2 separate regions of the Pan troglodytes genome follow, and region 2 is linked to region 1. Evidence: chromatin contacts called from public Hi-C data. All regions are on one chromosome and are shown on one strand. Each heading gives the region's core, a stretch centred on a gene start, on an enhancer-like site or on the middle of the called end of the contact. The rest is flanking DNA. Distances are from core to core; before and after follow the strand shown. Region 1 overlaps RAD51B (RAD51 paralog B). Region 2 overlaps ZFP36L1 (ZFP36 ring finger protein like 1).

Evidence for each region. Hi-C and Micro-C count contacts between places; a contact is called where the count stands out from the background.
Region 2: a contact with region 1 is called in a Hi-C map of stem cell-derived neural progenitor cells, with 5 times the contacts expected there. The contact joins two enhancer-like sites. A contact is called at or near these places in 2 of 7 Hi-C or Micro-C datasets (a lymphoblastoid cell line and stem cell-derived neural progenitor cells) and 1 of 1 datasets of contacts at active chromatin or transcription factors (stem cell-derived excitatory neurons).

The regions. Positions count from the first base shown.
Region 1 is chr15:66,229,408-66,237,306 of NHGRI_mPanTro3-v2.0_pri, reverse strand. The region is part of intron 7 of RAD51B (RAD51 paralog B); the gene reads right to left. Among named protein-coding and RNA genes, the nearest start is that of RAD51B, 430 kb to the right of the region's middle. Within about 2 kb of position 4,061, at least 8 of the 24 cell types and tissues checked have an H3K27ac peak or open chromatin away from gene starts, as enhancers often do. A contact at or near this core is called in stem cell-derived neural progenitor cells, where this site is marked.
Region 2 is chr15:66,769,877-66,777,775 of NHGRI_mPanTro3-v2.0_pri, reverse strand. It overlaps ZFP36L1 (ZFP36 ring finger protein like 1), which reads left to right. Exons shown (of 3, transcript XM_063793611.1): 1 at 1-266; 2 at 3,193-3,449; 3 at 5,842-7,899. The coding sequence starts at 3,393. The coding sequence ends at 6,801. Among named protein-coding and RNA genes, the nearest start is that of ZFP36L1, 4.0 kb to the left of the region's middle. Within about 2 kb of position 3,330, at least 16 of the 24 cell types and tissues checked have an H3K27ac peak or open chromatin away from gene starts, as enhancers often do. A contact at or near this core is called in stem cell-derived neural progenitor cells, where this site is marked.

The DNA of each region.
Region 1 (7,899 bases), core at 2,812-5,311:
TTTCTGCCTTTTGGAATGGAGAATTTGACCAAATTTACAATGAGGAACATTCTTTTTTTTTTTTTTTGACGGAGTCCTGCTCTGTTGCCCAGGCTAGAGTGCAATGGCGTGATCTTGGCTCACTGCAACCTCCGCCGCCCAGGTTCAAGTGATTCTCCTGCCTTAGCCTCCTGAGTAGCTGAGATTACAGGCACACACCACCATGCCTGGCTAATTTTTTTGTACTTTTATTAGAGTCAGGGTTTCGCCATGTTGGCCAGGCTGGTCTCGAACTCCTGACCTCAGGTGATCTGCCTGCCTTGGCCTCCCAAAGTGCTAGGATTACAGGAGTGAGTCACCACACCTGGCTACATTCCTTTTTTAAGAAAAAAAGAACATATAACATTGCTTGAAATAGTGAAACATTGCTTGAAATAGTGAAAAATTAGATGCCACCTAAATATCCATCAATAACAAATGGGTTTGTATGTATATATTCAGTATGACTTAATAGGCAGCTGTTAAAAAAGAATAAAGTGTATTTTTTCCTGCAATGTTGTTATACAAAAAGAAACAAGTTGCAAAACAGTTTATATAAGTGTGACCCTATTAAAATACCATGTATGTTTCTCCATTGTTTGGCAAAAGACATGTGTGTGCACATACATGTGTGTATGAGTGATGGACGGAAGGGTGGTGAAGAAGTAGGGAATAAAGTAAGGCTTGGAGGAGTGTACTGAATCTCCAGAATATAAGCTAGGACCATATTTAAATGTCAATTCAAAAATACACATCCCAGCTAGATTTACATAATTTTAGATGGCTCTTATTTCTCCCTCTTCCATTCATATAATTTCTGAAGAAGTTGGGATAAATAATAGGGAAGACCCACATTTGAGTCTCTATACAGAGAATATTTCCAAGAAAATCAGAACGTAATCATTCTCTAAAGCTCAAATTTCCACAGCTAAAATGTAATTTTAAACTTCACCACCTTGTTTTCAAAATTTAGCTGCCTGGTTATAGGTATACTCAACTCCTGCAGGCTGTAGGATTAAAAGAGGAATGAAGGATCTTGCTCTTTTGTACAAGTTGCAAAAGACCCTTTAGAAATAAGGGACTCAAAAAGAAAGGCTAGTGAAAGACATTCCTCTTAAATCTCAATTAAAACTAGTTCCTTCCTGCACCTTACAAATTATGAAGGCTTCCCCAAATGGCAGACAGGTCAATCTTGATGTGCATGACTGAGATAACATGGCTGAGTGATAACTTTGTTCAGTCATAACGGACACTGGTGTTTTTTTCCTGTAGCATTACAAAATGGAGAATTTTTACATAACTGTATTAGCATGTCATCTTTAAACAACACTATTCTGTCTCACCAAGAAACAAATGGTATTTCATACTTTGACAAGGGCTGAGCTGGAAAAGCACAGCACTAAAAGTTGGAAAAAGTTCAGTAGAGAAATGAGCAAAGATGTTGGACCCAGCCGAGCAAAGATAATGGACCCAGCAGACATGGAGGCAACTGAAATTAATCTGCACACCTAGAGGAACAGATGTGACACCTGCAGGATGCTTCAGACTAAAGCTCATCATGGGAAAGTCTCTTTTCTTAAAATTATTTCCTTTATTTTGTCTTCCCCAACATTGGAGTCAAAAGGACAACTCCTCCACATTCCTTCAAAAGCTTTAACAGGTTTCAAGTTGTTTACCAGCATTTAAAATAGAAAAAGGACTGGGACCTCTTTCCTTGTATAGCTACACTCTCCTCTAAAAAAAACACACGCTTGGCTCTTTTCACCTCCTGCTTTTAAGAAGGAATTTTAATGGGCCGGGGCTCATCGAGGTGCATAAACTCAGGAGGGAGGAGCACAATGGTAAATTATACCTTGCAAAGAGTCAGAGCCCACTTACTGCTGCCAGTGATGTTAAGTCCATAAGCAAAATCTTTTTTTTTTTTTAATTCCTCCTTGAAAGGTGCAACAGAAGAAGATGAATCACTTCTTTTTTTCCCCTGGATCTGTCATACAAGAATCAAGGACTTGTCAATGACTCCAAACAGCAGGGCCTTGACAACTAGTCAAAGACAAAGTTGTTTTGTCCAGCATCTCTCCTTTCTCTGGAAGCATTTTCCTCCCAATTAATATAAGTTATGAGGCTGCACTGAAGAGCTCAATAAACTGACACTGAAGGACATAAGTTGGCTTTTTTACACTGAAAACCATGGTAAACTGATATATACAGCTTGTGTCCATGAAGGTGGAGGTGCCAGAACTTCTGGTAACCTCTGGCTGCATCACTGCTGCTGCACTGGGGCAGTCTTGCATTTTCTGATATTCTCTCCCTTCCTGGGAATGTTCCATAACCCTCAGCTCTACTCTCCTTTTTTCTTCTGTTAGACCCCAGACCCTCAGGTATCTGGTTTAAGCAGTCATTGAGATGTAGGTATGAGGCCCTCAGTGAATTAATGCCGGTTGTCCTGGGGCTGTGAGCAGGCCAGGGCAACACCCATAGGCCTGTTCCCAGGGGATTTAGGGGAAGATTTTACCTATTTTGGATGTGCTTCTTTTTCTCCTTAAAACAATAATAGCACTACCATTGTGTTGTTCATTTTGGAAACACAAATCCAAAGAATTCTATAATATTTGAAAACATCTACTTAAAGGAATTGATGAAATTGTGATTGTTTCCCTTAAAAGTAAACTGTATAGCTTGATATCTCAGGCATTATAGTAAGAAAATTAAGCTTCTTGACTCAGAAACAAATATAGAAACAAGCCATGACTCATTTTTACCATCATTCTATTCCAGAAACTTAAAAGCATAGCCTGCATAGTGAAGATCCACATAAAAATGCAGGCACATTTGCTGCAGTGCTAAGAGCAGAAGATATCAATTAATTAGAGAAGTGTGAAAATAAAGACAGGACAAATGAGGGGGGCTGGTAGGGAGACAGGAAGAAGGAGTGACAAACAACAGCAAAAATATCTTAAATAAATAATTCAGAATGGATGCTAAATACAAAAGTGGGAGCCAAGCCAGACTAAAGTTCAGATGCATCTAGGGTTACTTTGTGCAACACATTTATTCACTAAAGCGCCAAAGCAGCTATTAGAGGAAACAATAAAGAGGCCCTCTCCCCTGGAAATTTGAGTCCTGCTTTGGAATTTTTATGACATTTCTTCCTTAACAAACAAGAAGGTCTCACCACCTTCCCCTGGCTTCAAAGCCTCACTATGGCGGTGGCCTGAGATTAATATCCTTGGTCTGATTTATATATGTTGTTTGAGGTATTTTCAAAAGTCATGTAGTTTATGAAAGAATTGCAGCTCTAGCAGGCACACAAATAAACAAGACCCCCATATCTCTAATCCTACAGGATTGCCCTGATTACCATGACTCACTTGGTCATTTCAACAATGCCCTTTCATGTCACCAGGGCTGTGTGTGCAAAATTAGGACACTACCTGGACCTCCAGCTAAACACTAAAAAATACTCTAGGATTCCCAGTCGGAAAGTGGTGAGGGTGTGATGTAAGTATGTGTGTAAAACTATAGTCCAGTTAGTTTTTGTTTTATATAACAAGTGGGTTCCTGAAAAGTCAAGATTTAAGTACTTTTTTTTGTAGATTAAAACATTTACAATTCACATCAGAAGCTCACTATTTAATGTAATCCGATTGTGGTTCCAGTTACAAAGAATGCTTTTGTAATTAAAATACAATCCTTTTGTTTGATCGATTTTATACATTCAGACTTGGTTTTACAGGAGTTTCTTAATGTAGGGTATACTTAGAGTATTATTACTAGTTGGTAAGTATTGTTTTGTTTTAATGCTATTCTTTTCTTTTTCAGCAAAAATCCAAAGAAGTATTTCCACAGCCCAAGTTCATACTCTTCACAACATGAAAGACAGAACTTGCTCTGCTTTATTTAGCTTAGTGTGTCCTGTGGCATGTGAGGCATCCAGGGTAGCAGACACCAGCAAATTGCTAGGAAGAAACTGAGAGGCAATGCCCCACCGACTGCACGGCAGTATTTCCAAACCGGTGACAGAGCTGAACCAGGATCAGACTGCTCTTTAAAAACACCTGTTCTGTAAACCTGAGTTAGTGAGGGCAGCATCTTCCAACTGACTCAGCCCAGCCACTGCTGCCCCTCTGCCAGAGGGCCTGGTGCCATTCGGGCAAGGACTCAGGTGCCTTACCCCCAGACCCTTCATGACCCACTGGCACACAAAGGCGAGGGTGCCAGCACCAATGGGCACATCCATCCCAATCTGCCATTTCAAAGCAGCTGCCTGCAGGCTGTGTCCGCCCTCTGCTAGCAGAGTGCAATGGGGCAGAGAAATTAAAATCAAGGGGAGCTGGGGAAAAAAGAAAGATGGAAATCTTAAAGACAGTATCTTGGAAGCATATGTTTTAGAATCACTGCAGCCAGTTCCCTGTCAAGAAAATATTGGCCTTGTTGGTTGGTCCAATCTCATGTAGCCACAGATGGTTTTATGCCTCACTATTCAGATACCCACTCCCCAGAGTAGTGAGAAACAAAGGATGTGGTGCTTTGTGGTGTAGTTACTCTGCCACCTAGTGTTACATGTAAAAACAAACAAATAAATTTAAAAAAAAAAGGCTATGTTAGAAGAGTAAAAGTAGAATCATGAACTTCACTAAACTGCATTTTTTTTTTCTTTCCAAACGTGAAGATCCTCCACGTACAGTGGCAGCCTGGGGAGGCATTGCCAACAATTACAACAGCCCTTCTCATTTGAATTGAATGGAAGGCCAAAGAGCATGAGGTCTGAAGTTTAGGATGTGAAGGAGAAAAGAACATAACCTCAAAAACCCAATTTTAATGATATTTAAAAGGCCTATTCCCTCCAGGTAAGGTAAATACCATGAATACAATAATACAAACTGGAACTGGACAAGGAAAGTACAGTTTCTGTCCTGAAGAAGAGAGGAAAGAGTAAACAGAAAAAATGTGGATTGCTTTTTAAAGTATTATTACTTCTGCAACTAACGCATTATGAAGAAATAAAATGAGCTATGGGTTTGGGGTGAAGGTCTGAGTGTGAGTCCCAATTCAGTAGCTTCCTCGCTGTGCTGGTGAGTTGTGCAGTATCTCTGAGCTTCGATTCGGTGTTCTGGAAAACAGCTGTACACTTACACACACATTCTTCCTCCTTTTACAACACTGTCCTGAGGATCAATTAGAAATGTACATGAAGGCATTTTGTAACTATAAAGCGCTTTGCAGCACCCTGAAGACCATTTCCCTCACTATATTGTTCTCTTTTTGCAGTTATGTCTGCCATTTATATGTATATGGCTTTCTGTATTTAACTTGTCCTGGAGTGCTAGTGATCATTCTTAAATAAGTGCTTTCAGGATTAAAAGAAGTATTAAATAGGAAAATGTGCAAGTATGTCATGCAACATATAAAAAAATCCCCCAAATAGACTAATAAAGAATTAGCATTACAGTTTAAAATTAGATTATTCCAAGTGTTTCTCCTTAAAATTATGTTCCGTTGAGAATGATAAGCCATCTTGGTTAGTTGTTTCTACTAAAATTAGTATATTCATGAAAGTTCTTAAAATTACAGGGAATCTGAACTGAACTTTCCTTCTTGTGGGCAGAGCCTTCCATTGTGATAAACCAGGCATCAGGAAATAGTTTTTCATTTCCGTTCCTGCACTAACTAGCTATGTAACTTTAAGCAATTTCAGTTTCCAAATGGGCAAAAAGTAAGAGGTAAACAAAATAACCATGCCTTCCAGTTCTATGATGACAAGTTGTTGTTCTGCTTTTGATAGCAAAATTTAAAGACAATTCAAAATCCGTGATAGACTAGCTATAATGTAATTTTCAGAAATGTCCTACAAGTTACATACATTTTCAGTCACAGGATAGAAAAGACAGCATTAGGTGAGATGGCCACTGTAGCATGGGTGTGTTTGTGTCCTTTATCAGAACTTAGAGCTGCTCAGAAACCACTGCGGGCTAAAACAAACAGGCTACAAGAAAGTGCGTACCCAGCCACCTACCTGGCCTTTCAAAATTGCAAAGAAAGACTTTACTTCCACTTAGCTCTGAAAACACCCTTTGCTCTTTTTAGTAATATTTTTAACAATGCCAAGAAAAGAACTCTATTTATCCAGATTTCCTCTCTCCTTAGAAATGTCAACATTACTCAGGAGTATAGCAAAAAACAGCCTGGAGTTTTCATGATGTGAACATGAGACCAAAGTCACACTGAGGAGAGATTAAACTTGGAACATGATTGCCAGTAAAGAAGATAACTCATGCCTAGAAAAAGCCCAGCTGGTGACTTCTGTTACAGAATTCACCACCACACTGGGTTCACAAGCCCTTCTTCCCATATGGAAGCCCCCTTTTCTTAAATGTCCCAGATTCTCTCTCCTTTAGATTGATGCCAGTGCCTCTTCTCATAAAAGTGCTCAGCTTTGCTCCATCTCCCTGGTTTGTACAAACCCTGGCATATTTTGGCCTGGAAGATTTAGCCCTTTTCTTTCCCCTGTCTACTGGAACTTCTATCCTTTTTTATCAAAAAGATTTTTTTTTTCAAGGCTTTCCAATAATCTGCTGGAGGCCACAGAGACAGATCTAATCACGGTTCTCATCAATCTTTCTCCCACGGCCAAACAGAGCCAGGAGGCTACATGGAATGGTGCTGAATTCTTTTTTCTCCCTCAAGACGTACTTCTGTCCAGGGAGTTAGGGCCCACTGTGTGTTCCTGGGAGCTAACATTTCCTGGGGAATGTTTAGGGATTTCACATTTACCCTAAACAAAATAACATATAAAACTTTAAGTCTAAATTCCACAGAGCTTTTTAAAAGGAGGGGCCTTGTCTCTCCTTGGCTTACAGCAGCCCTGAAGGCTTGTTGTATCTCATTCATTTTGGCCATTTTCCAGAGCAGCTGACAAACTGAAAATAAGCACACTGCTGTCTCCCCTCCTTCACTCCCCGCACTACCTTCCCCGGCTCCTGACAACCACCACTCCTCACACCCACAGATCCATGAGGGTCAGGCCCATTCTCAGAATAATGTGGAGGTGAACACTACCTCCACCTCATTGCTCCGACTTTAATACCAATCTTGAACAGTCTTGGTTTGGGATTTCAAATGTAAGTCATTCTTGGCCTAAATCAGATTGTGGGATTAGAGCCCTATTCAACTTGTGAGAGCAGGAATTCGCCTTTTAGGGATATGCGTCTAAAGTCATAAATCGCCTTGGAGACATGCCCACCTCCACTTTTAAACTGCCTCTGAGTCTCTGTCCTTTTAGATAAGCAACAGGAAAAGAGATATAAGGTAACTTATGTTGCATGATTTGAACCAAATATTTGAGGCAGGCCTCTCTGTTCTTGGGAAGCTCTGGTGGAAAGCTGACTTGAAAAGAGGATGTAACAAAGCATCACACACTAGCAGATCATACCAATATCATACAAATCTAAGTGATGGGTTTCCAGTAGGAACCCAGGGCCCCGACATAAGGCACCACTTCCATGTGTTACTAATACATCACGAATCTGATCAACCATAGTTGCAAGTCTATTTGACTCAGAATTTAGCAGCAGCTGCAGTTCCCTAAATTAGTGAGGGGGAGATAGGCATTCAGCTTATAAAGTTTTCCAATAAGAGCCACTATCTTTGAAGTACTAAATTTATACCCACCCCAATTTGTTAGATCCCACCCTGGCTGGGCCTCCTCTAGATCACAATATAAACTCCTAGGACGAGGACAGGGTAGGTCTGGAGGAGATGGAGGAGACAATGAGGACATAGATTATGGTTTTGCCTAGATGTTTTCACCTTGGTATCAATCGACACATCTGAGCTAGTTAGTGTTACGGCATTCTTTAACCCTCCTTCCAAAAGAAACATCAT
Region 2 (7,899 bases), core at 2,081-4,580, 540 kb before region 1:
CGCACACTGTCATCTGCCTTGAGGTGCGCCTGGGGTCCAGATTGGCCGATGAATATGTACACCCGCAGCGCCTCCTTCACTCCGAAGACTCACTTTCCCCCTTGCACAAAACCGAACATCCCACCCCACCACCACCTCCAAGCTAAAATACCTGGGCCGCCCCTCCCCACGAAGGGACGCGCTCCAGGCGAATGGGGAGGGCCCGGAAGTCGGGCCTGGGACAGAGGAGCCGGCCCACCGCCTCCCGGTCGGAAGCGGCAGTGCAGGTGAGGCGGCGGCCAGCCTGGGGACTGCGCGGGTAAGGAGCGGGAGGGCGGAATGCACCGCGAAGTTGGCGGGGGACGGCCACGCACGCCTCGCCTCGGCCTTCCTGCACCGTAGGGGCTGGCCGCCCTCCCGCCACCCCTGGGCACCTGTCGACCACGTCTGGGCGAGGGCGGGTCGGCTCCCGCCCTCGGGCCCTCACCGCGGCGGGGACGCCGGGTCAGCGAAGGGTTAAGGGACTCGCTCCCTCCTCTCGGCTCCCTCACCCTTGGAAAGTCCCCGAAATGACGTTTCAACCCGACAATTTAAAAAAGAGTTTAATTATAGAGACAGGCTCTGGGAGCTGGAACAAACCCTCGGTCGGCGGGGCCGGTAAACAACTCGGGAGCGAGCGGGCTAGGCCAGTCGCAGCCTTGCGGAGCCCGCGCCCCCGGGGAGAGGGGGAGGGGAGGGCCTCCGGGAGTTGGAAAAGCCGAGGAAATTCGAGGAATCAGCTTTCTTTGGAAAAATCCACTTTGTAGCCATTCTGGGGCGCCTGATGGTGCTCCTGGCCGGTCCCGCAGCCTTGGAGGGAAAGCGGCGCCGCCCGAAGCAGGGGCATAGCCGGTGCCCCGCGGGGACAGGCCCTGGGCCGGGAAGGGGGCCCCGCCCGCTCCCAGTCCCCTTCCCTTTTGCTTTTTTCCAGCCCCTCCTCCGGTCCCCCCAGCTGAGCTTTGCGAACCCTCGGGAGTTAAAGACCAGCCGGCCCCCTTTTTGGGGGGGTGGGGGGTGGGGAAGCGGGAATGGGTGGAGGCCGGGGGAATAAAAAACCGAAATAGCTTCACATCACAACTCAGACTAACCTTGTGGTTTCAACGCGCACTCTGCTCTGTCCTGAAATCTGGAACTCATTACCTCATCACCAAGAAACTGCACGAAATCTCTCCCCCACAGCCCCAACACCCACTTGGGAAAGGAACGAGCAAACATCCCTCAAAGAAACCTACACTTGAATGATTTAAATTAAGGTGGATGGAAGTTATTTCCCTTTCTGGCGCTTGCCAGATTTCAAGAAAAGCTGAAAAATGGGAGCGGGGGAGGGAAGCAACAGACGGCTGGAGGGCAGCAGCAGAACAAGCGAGGGGCAGCAGCCGGGTTAAAGTGGGGGCCATCCATTTCGGGCAGAGGAGACAAATGAAAGCCGACCCCGCTGGGATCACGTAGGTTCGTGGCTGCAGCAAAAGTTGGGTTTCACAAAGTTGAAAAACAGCCGGTTTCTCAAACAATTGTGATTTGGAAGGTTTCGCTGGGTTTGCCCAGATGTTTACGAATAAATAAGAAATGCAGTTTTAAAAAAGTGTGTTGGGGGTGGTGAGAATGCGCTCTCTTCGGCCCGCCCCGTCCTTTCCAAAGAAACGTGCTCATAATGGGGTGACCTAATTACATCGCAATGGAACTCAATCCTAGCCACTCCGCAGCACCGGGTTTCATAACAGACTCGGCGGCCTCGAGTGCTGGGAAGAAACGTGCGAGGGCCGAGGGGGGCGGCGGAGCCCGCGTGGAAATCGGAAAGAAGCGCAGCCCTGCGACTTCCGCCTGGGTCATCACGCCAGCAGTCGGGCCAAGGCGCAGGGGGCGGGTGGGGGACACGTTAACTTTTTATTTGGGTGGGCGGCATCCAAACCTAACAGTATATATTTTATCATTTTCAAGGGAGTCATGCTCCATTGCGGGCCCTTCGGTTTCGTGGCTCCCATGCCCCCCTCTCCACCTCCCGCCAAAACGGCGCAGCGTGACAAGCCATATGTTCCACTCCCGTGGGGGCGAGAGAGAAGCAACAATAAGTTAAAAGTGCTGCCTCCCTCCACCTCTTTACCTTCATTCTTACCAAAGTAACCTTTTTTCATTGTTCTACAGTCTTGAGGTGTGTGTGGGGAGGACGGAGGAGGGAGGGTTGTGGCGCCGCCCAGAATTCGGAGCGCGCGTGGAAAGTAGTGAGTTGCTCGGTGGGCTTTTTCTGGGAGGAAGGGGCATTCAGGAAGGATTAGGGTTTTCTTGACTAAAAAGTTTAAAGATTGGATGCGTGAAAAGAAACGCCACGCCTAGGCCTGGTAAAACAATCGTCCCGGGTTGTGGTCTTTTTTTGCGGCGCCCCCCACCCGCCCACACCCGGAGAGCGCCGGCTGCAAAGCGAGCGCGAGTGTAGACGCGTGCGGCGCACTAAATTGTGCCGCGCTCGCCCCCGCCAGACCATGTCCTCCTGGGGAAAAAGTTTCCCTAGTACCCCCAGCACCGCGCCCCCACCCTACGCCCCGCTGGAAAAAAAACAGCAACATAAAATCCTAGGCTTGAACATTCTGTGCGTCCCAAATTTCTAATGTCCTCGGCCTGCCCGGTTTGCCGAAGGGAGCCGAGTGTCGAAGAGAAGTCGGGAAAAGGTAAGTTGTGCAGACACTTGGGGAAGTTTCAAGGAGACCGCCAGCTCAAGATGGAAACCGCGGCCCGGGCGCTAAGGACGGGCTTCAGCTCCCGCTGGCAAAAAGAGAAAGTCGAGCCCGCCTTCCTGCCCAACAAAAAACAACAACACGACAACAAGAACCCCGGAGGGAGTGGAATGAGTGACGTCACAGCCGCGCTCTGAGGCTGACAAAGGAGGGGGCGCGCCCCTCCCGCTCTGCGCCCGCGCGGCCCCGGAGAGGGGGCGCCTGAAGCGCCGGGTAGGGAAGTCAGCCGACTCGAAACTTTTCCTCTTTAAGAAAAAAAAAAAAAGTTGTGCGCGGCTCACAGTGGGGTTTTTTTTTCCGCCTTGTTTTCTCGTCTCCCCTCCCCCTTCTTCCTTTTGAAAGTTTCTTCTCCTCCCCCTGCCCCCCCCTCCCCGCCTGACCGCATGGCTGATTCAACTCCAGTGTCAATCAACTTCTTTTTCCTCCTCTTCCTCATTTAAATAAGTTTAAAGCTCCTCCTCCCCCCGGCCCACCAAATCTGAAACTTTATAAATTGGGCTTTGCGCGCCCCAGCCCGGAGTCAGAAAGGCGAGGGGCGCCGGGAACTGGCGTGTGGGACTCCAGACAGGAGAGGCTGCGCCTTCCCCGCACCGGGACCTTCGCGACACACCAGATCCTCGCCCCTGGCTCGCGCGAGCGCACAGGATGACCACCACCCTCGTGTCTGCCACCATCTTCGACTTGAGCGAAGTTTTATGCAAGGTAAAGGGGGGCGGAGCATTTGCTTTTCAAAAAGTCTTTTTCTTTTGCCTTAAGAACCCCCAAAAGTTTGGGTCTTGGAAGGCAGTGGGGAAAGTGGTGCAGCGAGATGATTCTTTTCTCCTCCCGCATTTCTCCCAAGTTTGAAGGAATTTGGCCCCGTCCTTCCCACCCTTTGAGTTTCAACAGTTCCTGGCGGGGATTACATGTGAATCTGGAGGCCAGGGTTTTGAGGGGCGAAGTTTGCCTGGCAGGGCAGCCCGGGGGCTTCGGGGGGAGGGCTGGGATTGGGACAAGTTTTGGGCGATTCTGTTTTACGTAACGTGCTGCTGGATCCCAGGTTTGCTGGTCTGATCGGGTTCCCAGTCTGCGCCCTAGGTCTGTCCAGCGGCATTACCCACCCGTGGGGTTGGGAGTGGGAGGTCCCTCGGGGAAGTGAGTCTCGGGACAATGTTTTCCTCCACTCTTTGGGGGGAGCTGGGGATATGCGAGGAAGAAAGGCCAAGTTGTGATTCAAAAAGATGTTGCAGAACAAGTTTGCAGTGGGGCTTGAGTCCGCCCTAGCTCCGTTGGGCTTCTTCCCGCGATAGCCGATCGTGCAGCAAACTTTGGGGTGAAAGAGGCATTCAGGTTGACCCGCTTACCTGTGTTGCCGAGGCATTGCGGCTCATCGATTGCGGGCGGGGTTGGGGGGGGAGGTGGCGACAAAATGCTGGCTTAAACTCGAGAGTCCCGCGAGTAAGGATTTAATGGGGGCCTCCTTAAAACATGTTGCTTGTCAGCCAGTGTTGAAAAAGCAAGTTTTAAACTCGGAATGTTCCAGGACTGCGGTTTAAATGTACATAGCAAAAGTCTATGGATGTTGTTAAATTTCTTTCCAACCTCCCCCTCCCAATTTGAAAGGGTGAAGTTGCTGGGCTACTTTTTAATTGCTGAAGTGTTTTGCCTTCTCTTAACACGTCGGGTCATGTTGCTCTGTTTTCCCAGCTTGCTGCTCCTGTTGGTGCAGCTGCCAACGCCCCAGGGCTGCAGGGTTGGGGTGCAGGGACGCCGAGGAGCTGAAGAGTAGCATTTAAAAAGTTTGAATTTTTCAGCTTCCTTCCCTCCCTGCACATTCCCAAACTCCACTTGCCAGCCCGGCTGCCAGCGCTCCCCAACATTTCTTCCTTCTTTTCTCGACTCTCCCGCTCTTTGATCTATTTCTTTCTTTGGCCCCCCTCCCCCCTCAGGACTTTTTAAATGAACCTCATTGTTGGGAACCAGCTCTCGACTGGGTTCCTGTAATCCTCTCGGTGGGGTGGTTGCAGTTACAGATTCCCGGTCCCCCCCTGCTGATCCTAAGGGACCAACATTAGAATTTGCACAACGACACCCACATGGGCTGGGAACTAACTCCTAGGTCCCTGACCTGCACCATTTCCAAATCTTGGGTACAATTTGGGCAGGTGACCAGGGTCCTATTGGAACAGAAACCTGCCATTGGTGGCTCTGCCCCCATCCCCACCACCCCCAATCCGCTATTGACTAGGAGGTGGGTAGGGGGGGTTGGTGCTTTCCTTTTCCTTTCCATCTGCAGCTTTGCGTTAAAGATTAAACACTGGAGCTCTTATCCAAGCTTGCTCTTGCAGCCAAAAGACTAATTGCAAAGGCATCTTCTCAGTGAAGGGGGCGGGGTGGGCTAGGGCTGAGTGGAAATGGTGAGAGAGATTATTGTAGAAAATATCTCTTCCGGGAACTTAGGGCAAAGAGTTTTATTTTCAGGAATCACATCCCTGTCTCCCCCAACCTCAGACCAGGCCCCCAATCTCCTCCCCACAAGAAAAAGCAAAGGCAGTCTGAAAACCTGTTGCCAAAGGAAGGGAACACTTCTGAAGGAGGAAGTTGAGAGTCTTAGGCCAGGTCTTGAAGGAGGGGGTATCAATTAAGCAGAGACTGATTGGAAGGGGACCTAACGTAGCCTATGATCGACTCCTTTCTGAGGTTTACCTGTTTTTGTCGCGGGCGGTGGCGGGGGCGGGGTGCGGTAATCTAGAGAGGTCTGGGTTGTGTGAGATATTTTGAGTTGAAGAATCTGTTTGACTAGTAAAGAAGTTGAACTTTACAGATTAACGTGGTAGCTTTGGGGACAGAGGATATGGGGGTTGCATTGCAGGAGTCAGCATGGAGTAGGGTGCTTGTCACACAGTTTGGATCTTGTGGTTTCTTACGCATGGGGCCAAAATAAACCCAGGTGAATGGCCTATGGGAGGGAGAGAGGGAAGGGAGCTTGCTAGAGCCGAGGTAGAGATGAGTTCTTTGAGAAAGAGCGGGCGTTTGTGGTTGTGTAGGGGCTGCCCATAGTGGACATCCTGGTGGATGTCCTCCGTCCTTACCATCCTTTCTCTTCTCTCTCCAGGGTAACAAGATGCTCAACTATAGTGCTCCCGGTGCAGGGGGTTGCCTGCTGGACAGAAAGGCAGTGGGCACCCCTGCTGGTGGGGGCTTCCCTCGGAGGCACTCAGTCACCCTGCCCAGCTCCAAGTTCCACCAGAACCAGCTCCTCAGCAGCCTCAAGGGTGAGCCAGCCCCCGCTCTGAGCTCGCGAGACAGCCGCTTCCGAGACCGCTCCTTCTCGGAAGGGGGCGAGCGGCTGCTGCCCACCCAGAAGCAGCCCGGGGGCGGCCAGGTCAACTCCAGCCGCTACAAGACGGAGCTGTGCCGCCCCTTTGAGGAAAACGGTGCCTGTAAGTACGGGGACAAGTGCCAGTTCGCACACGGCATCCACGAGCTCCGCAGCCTGACCCGCCACCCCAAGTACAAGACGGAGCTGTGCCGCACCTTCCACACCATCGGCTTTTGCCCCTACGGGCCCCGCTGCCACTTCATCCACAACGCTGAAGAGCGCCGTGCCCTGGCCGGGGCCCGGGACCTCTCCGCTGACCGTCCCCGCCTCCAGCATAGCTTTAGCTTTGCTGGGTTTCCCAGTGCCGCTGCCACCGCCGCTGCCACCGGGCTGCTGGACAGCCCCACGTCCATCACCCCACCCCCTATTCTGAGCGCCGATGACCTCCTGGGCTCACCTACCCTGCCCGATGGCACCAATAACCCTTTTGCCTTCTCCAGCCAGGAGCTGGCAAGCCTCTTTGCCCCTAGCATGGGGCTGCCCGGGGGTGGCTCCCCGACCACCTTCCTCTTCCGGCCCATGTCCGAGTCCCCTCACATGTTTGACTCTCCCCCCAGCCCTCAGGATTCTCTCTCGGACCAGGAGGGCTACCTGAGCAGCTCCAGCAGCAGCCACAGTGGCTCAGACTCCCCGACCTTGGACAACTCAAGACGCCTGCCCATCTTCAGCAGACTTTCCATCTCAGATGACTAAGCCAGGGTAGGGAGGGACCTCCTGCCTACTCCAGCCCCTACCCTGCACCCACATCCCATACCCTCTTCTCCCTACCCATCCCATTCCCCACAGGCCCTACATTAACAAGGTTAAGCTCAACCCCTTTCCCCCAGCACCTCAGAATGTGCCCTCCCTCTCCCCCTCATAACCCCACCTAACATAAGGACAAGTCAATTTGTCAGTAGCTTCTTCTGGCTTGAAACCCCCTCCCTGGATTTTATAGCCCACTTACCATGCATAACAGACAAGTCCCATATTTTGTCAGTAGATGCCTTTTTTTTTCCGGCTTAAGCCTTAAGTGCCAAATCACAAGAGAAAAAGCAGTAACAGTTTACAGAAGCAACTTAGTGCCTTGTAATCTAACTTTGTCACTGTGACTACATTACCTCTTCAGCGCCAGAGGGCACCCGTGGGCCTCCCGGAGCCTCTGCCCATGGGGGGGTGGAGACCCGGAACCAGCAGCCCCCTCCACTGGCGACACAACTGCACCTTCCCTCATTTCAGTCTCCCGCACACTTATTCCTCCTCCCCTCTTCCCGGCGGCACCTCTCCACCTGTACCCCCCCCCCCCCCCCCCCGAAGAGTTGTTGCCAGACCAGGGTTTTGGGGGAAACCTGTCTTGACATTCAAAACCTTTTTCTTCCCGATCTGAACCCCTGTTGACTAATCTTGCCTGGGTTTGTGTAGGTCTGCAGGAAGGAAGGCTGAAAAAGCGGACGAAGATTTTGACTTAAGTGGGACTTTGTGATTTAATTTTTTCTTTTTTTTAAGCGGGGAGGAAGGGGAAGCTAGATGGACTAGGAGAGACTTGATTTTGGTGCTAAAGTTCCCCAGTTCATATGTGACATCTTTTTAAAAAAAATAACAACAAAAAAAAATGAGAGAAAAGCTAAAAAAAAAAAAATGTAAGGGGTGAGCAGTTAATGGTATTCATTCCACATACAATATCTGTGTAAAACGATTTCCTGTAGAAGTAGCTTTAATGGTTTTTGCTCTAGAATACCGTAGGTCTATCCTTAGAGCACTCACGCCATGCTTTCTTCCCTGGGTTTTAAACTTCATATAACTTTCAGAAAT